Linked DNA regions of Mus musculus: region 2 is linked to region 1. A link is a contact called in public Hi-C data. All regions are on one chromosome and are shown on one strand. Each heading gives the region's core, a stretch centred on a gene start, on an enhancer-like site or on the middle of the called end of the contact. The rest is flanking DNA. Distances are from core to core; before and after follow the strand shown. Region 1 overlaps Shoc2 (Shoc2, leucine rich repeat scaffold protein). Region 2 overlaps Shoc2 (Shoc2, leucine rich repeat scaffold protein).

The links. A called contact is a pair of places that touch in the nucleus more often than the background predicts.
Region 2: a Hi-C map of rod photoreceptor shows a contact between it and region 1, with 2.0 times the contacts expected there. The contact joins two enhancer-like sites. A contact is called at or near these places in 1 of 15 datasets of contacts at CTCF or cohesin (CD8 T cells), 14 of 484 Hi-C or Micro-C datasets (3T3-L1-derived adipocytes, the C2C12 cell line, the HPC-7 cell line and 9 more) and 1 of 115 datasets of contacts at active chromatin or transcription factors (embryonic stem cells).

What each region holds. Positions count from the first base shown.
Region 1 is chr19:53,963,859-53,966,399 of GRCm38.p6, reverse strand. All of the region lies in intron 1 of Shoc2 (Shoc2, leucine rich repeat scaffold protein), which reads right to left. Among named protein-coding and RNA genes, the nearest start is that of Shoc2, 20 kb to the right of the region's middle. Within about 2 kb of position 1,264, at least 11 of the 459 cell types and tissues checked have an H3K27ac peak or open chromatin away from gene starts, as enhancers often do. A contact at or near this core is called in rod photoreceptor, where this site is marked.
Region 2 is chr19:54,019,841-54,022,381 of GRCm38.p6, reverse strand. The region is part of intron 4 of Shoc2 (Shoc2, leucine rich repeat scaffold protein); the gene reads right to left. Among named protein-coding and RNA genes, the nearest start is that of Adra2a, 24 kb to the left of the region's middle. Within about 2 kb of position 1,266, at least 2 of the 459 cell types and tissues checked have an H3K27ac peak or open chromatin away from gene starts, as enhancers often do. A contact at or near this core is called in rod photoreceptor, where this site is marked.

The DNA of each region.
Region 1 (2,541 bases), core at 15-2,514:
GCAATTAAAGATGCCCAGAACAAAGACGTCAACAACAAGAGCAGGACAGACATTACAGCTCTCAAGACAAGATGTTTCTCATGCTTTGTTTTATTTATTTATTTTTATTTTACTCTGTATGGCCGTTGCGAAGGGAGAGGGTGACTATGAAGGGATGGAAAGATGAGTGGGATTGGGCTGCATGATGTGAAACTCACAAAGAGTCAATCAAAAAGTTTAAAAATAAATAAATATTAACTACCCAATCAAAAAATGGGCAAGGGGTCTGAACAGAATTCTCAAAAGAAACAATAAAAATGGGTATCTTTAAAAATGTTAAATATCCTTAGCAATGTGGGAAATGCAAATTAAAGCTCCTTTGAGATTTTTATCATGCAAAGGTCAGAAAAGTGAACATCAAGGAAACAACCAACAACAAATGCTAGTGGGGATCTAGAGAAAGGCAGAAACCCACTCACTGTTGGTAGGACTACAACCTGGTATTATCAGTATGGAAATCAGTGTGGAGAATCCTCAGGAAGCTAAAAATGATCTACTACTGACCCGCTATACCAAGCTTTGGCATATAAGAGGAATTGGAGTAGGGAGGAGAGTGGAAATGATATAAAAACAATAGCATGCATGAATTTATCAAAAAATTTTAATTAAGAAAAATTAAAGTAGGATGGGGTCGTGGTGGTGGGAGAAGGATTAATGGTGTTTGCTAAGGGATAAGAGAACAGCAGTGTTAAGTGTGACCACAGTGTGCTACACACACGTATGAAACTGCTAACAAATAATCTTTAAAAGTATATACATAGAATATAAATAAAAACACTAGTAGAGAGGTAAACATTTTGGGATGGATAGATGAAGAAAGGCTCATAAAGAAACACACGTGAACTGAGTAAACCTCCTGGCAAAGAAGCAACACGGGAGCACGTGAGCAAGGCTACTACCGTGTAAGCCTGGCAAGCTGAGCTATCCCCAGAACACAGGAGGAAAAGAGCCGCCAGGGTTATGTTCTGACCTCTACACATGCACATGGGACGTGAGCTTCTATCCTCTACCACACACCATGCACACACAGTAGTAATGGTAATTCTTAGAGCAGTCAGTTCAGCTACTGCAGCTTGCAGTAGAGAAAAGGGTGCATATACTAGCATAAAACTCAGTCTTAGAGAAAGAAGAGGGTTCTTTTTTCAAGTAGATTAGAATGGACTGAGAGAAAGCATATTTATTTGGAGATACGAGCACCAGAAAGCAGTTGAGATATCGTTATCTCCAATTATACACAGTGGAAGGGCAGAAGCAAACTTAATCGTTGACAGCAAGATGATAGCTTTTGAAGAAAGAAGCAAAAAGGAACACATACAGACATAAATGAAAGGCAAATAAATTTAGCAGCTGAGGGCTAGAGAGATGGCTCAGCAGTTAAGAGCACTGACTGTTCTTCCAGAGGTCCTGAGTTCAAATCCCAGCAACCACATGGCGGTTCACAGCCATCTGTAATGGGATCCAAAGCCCTCTTCTGGTGTGTCTGACAGCTACAGTGAACTCATAAATAAAATAAATAAACCTTAAAAAGAAAATTAGCATCAGAGACATATCAACAATAATAACAATCTCCTCTAAAACTAGAGTTAGGTTCTTTCCCCAAACTGTCCTTGGTAGTAATCTATACTTTATCCCTAAATTAATTAACTTGAGAGAATTTAGAAGGCCAAGAATGGAAAAAATATATAAAGGACTAACTATACTGTACAGGCCAGACTGAAGAAGAGAGCCTTTGAAAAGACAGCAAAAGAAAGAGGGAAAAAGAAATTAGAGCACCCAATCAGAAACTGAGTGTACACCGTATTAAAAAGGTGATGATCTTTCTGAGAAACTCATTTTTTTTCTTTTTTCTTTTTTTTGTTTTGTTTGGTTTTTGTCTTTTTTTTTTTTTTTTTTTTTTTTTTTTTTTTTTTTTTTTTTTTTTTTTTGTGAGACAGGGTTTCTCTGTGTAGCCCTGGCTGTCCTGGAACTCACTCTGTAGACCAGGCTAGCCTCGAACTCAGAAATCGCCTGCTTCTGCCTTCCAAGTGCTGGGATTAAAGGTGTGCGCCACCACCGCCTGGCTCTGAGAAACTCATTTGTCTACAGTCATATACATAATACTAACAGTAGTTTATAAAAATGATAATCAAAACGACACATCATTATATATCTAGCGGAACACCTGAAGTAAAATCAAAATCACAGCCAAATGTTACCTTTAGCTGTGGTCTGAAGGTAAAAGGGTGCTGGTCCAGCCACTCTAGAACACACCATATACTGTACTGTGCACACCACATTATCTTACACCATATAACTGCAGCTCATCTTGACATTTATTCCTATGAAATTAAAACACATTGACACAAAAGTCTGTCCACCACTGCTGTTATGTATTTTAACTATGATGGCAAAACTGGGAATAACCCAAATGCCTTTTAACGACCAGTTAAATAAACCCTGATAGAGCTATACAAGGGAACACTACAGAACAATAAACAGGAGCAAACTACTGGTGTATGTAAC
Region 2 (2,541 bases), core at 17-2,516, 56 kb before region 1:
TCACTGTGGAAATAATATTGTCATATAAGCTCAAGTGAAGACTAGAAGAGATAAAACAAAAAAGAGTTGCTAGTATGTACTAAGTGCTTAAAATTTAAATCCCTATACTCAAAGGGAGACCAATGGAATACCTGGAAACAGATGAAGAAGTCAAGATGAGATACTCAAAGACAAAGCTGTTGGACTACAGTTTAGAAACAACTCTGTACTGACGTGCACGTGGGATCAAGCCTGAAGCAGCTGGCCATCAGACAGTTGAAGATGGTGTCATGATGAGGTGTATGAGGTATGATGAGGTGTATGAGGTATGATGAGGTGTATGAGGTAAGATGGTGTCTGAGGCGTGCGCTGTATGAGCAGCAAGGCCAGCAGAAGGTGTGGAATAGCTGAGTGATGATGGAATGGAGCAGAAATGCAAACCTGCTTTTTATATGCACGGCTAAAAGGCTCCTCTAGACATGTCAGTTGTTAGATGAACTGGCAAACGTGATAATTAAGAACACCTTGCAGGATAGTCAATTCAAGAAAAACATTTTCAATCTATTAAAGTTTTCCTAGGTTTTTGCCATAAATGTTATTCTAACAAGAAGTTAGTCAGGCTTCCATTTTTTATGTCAACTGGGAAATGTTGGGGGCTATAGCTTCCAATCTTACATAAAATGTAACAGCTTTTGTTAACTCTAAGTAGATAATTACGTAATCCACTTTCTTCATATTTTCAGATAATATTTAATTCATCTGAAATTGGCCCCAAACCTTCCTTAATTCTTATTTCCTATTTATACAATGCCTGCCCCTCAAACTGAAGGGTTACATGGAAGAGTAATTGAAACCATGTATGCACAGCTCTTAGTTTCACATGTGCTCAATGTTTCTAAAGCTTTTTCTTTCTGTGTATATGTCTACAAGTAGAAAATGCACTCACTTTTACCAGCTCTGATTTCAAGAATAAAATGGGCCTTTACTACAAACTGCTGTCATGATTCCTGTCTCTACTCAGCTTGCACAGGTCCTAAGTGGCCTTTAATGGATCTTATTGTTTTCCCTATTGATTCCAAGTTACAAACAGAGTCACACATTTACACTGGAAAGATGCTGTTTCCAAAAAGCACATAGATGACTCTAAGTAAGACTTAATGATTTCCCATAGTTGGGCAGGCTAATCAAAGGCTTCCCCGGGGCTGAGAACAGGCACAGGTAGACATAGTCACACACCTCTCATATTCTGAAGAGAGCTGTCCTTTTTATAACCCTCTTAACCCAAGTATAAACAGGGCTTAGCACATACTCCCCTGCCCAAGACATGGGAAAGCTTCGTGGGGCCCCAGGCCCTGCTTAAGACACAGATAAAAGGTCAGCTCTCATTATGGGTTAAACAGGGAAGGGACAGGGGGGCATTTACTGTACTTTACTTTATTTGCAATATAATAAATGCTAATAGACTGACTGAGTTCAGTTATACAATATTAAATATGAAAATAAGCACCTATGTCTATATCCTAGCAGCTCAAGAATTATTAGTCTTCCTTCACTAACAATAAATCTGAATATAAAATGACATATTTTTCAAATATTTAAACTTTACAGGGACTCAGTCTTTATCTAATATGGTGACAAAATCACCCAAAAGGCATCTCCTCCAGAATCTATCTGGACACAGAGGCACACCTGTAATCTCAGCACTCAGGAAGCTAAGGCAAGGGAAAGCCACATTTGCAGGGCCAGCTTCAGCTACATAGCAAATACCAGGTCAATAGCCTACGATATGGGCTGGAAAGACGGCTCAGCAGTTAAAGAGCACTGACTGTTCTCCTAGAGCTAAGTTCAATTCCCAGCACCCACACGGTGGCTCACAGCCATCTGTAATGGGATCTGATGTCCTCTGCTGGGGTGTCTGAAGACAGCGACAGTTACGTATACAAAGAGAATAAATAAAAATTTTTGAAGGTTACAATACAAGGTCCAATCTGTAAAAGAAAAAAGTCACACTGAGAAGGACAAAAAAAAAAAAAAAAAAAAAAAAAACCCTAATTAATGTGCTAAGAGATCAATTCTGGGTGTGTTACAATTTAAAAAGTAGGTAACATTAAATAATATGAGGTCTTCCATCTGGACTATTCTGAATTATCACTATTATAGGACAAAAATCCAGACAATCTGGTTCTTAGAATTAGATCTGACACCTTGAACTGAATCATCCAGAGAGAGGTAACCTGGACCTGCATAGTATGTATTCACTGATAAGTGGATATTAGCCATAAAGTACAAAATACCCATGAGACATCCCATAGACCCAAATAAGTTAAAAAAGAAGGAAAGCCCAAATGAGGATGCTTGAAATCTCGCTTAGAAGGGGAAACAAACTTCTGACACAAACTTTGTCCTGTCTAAAAGAAATGAAATGACAAAGATGGATGGAGCAGAGATTGAGGGAACGGCCAACCAGTGACAGACCAGACTTGAGACCCATCCCATGGGCAAGCACCAATCCCTGACACTATCAATGATGCTCTGCTATGCTTGCAGACAGGAGCCTAGCAT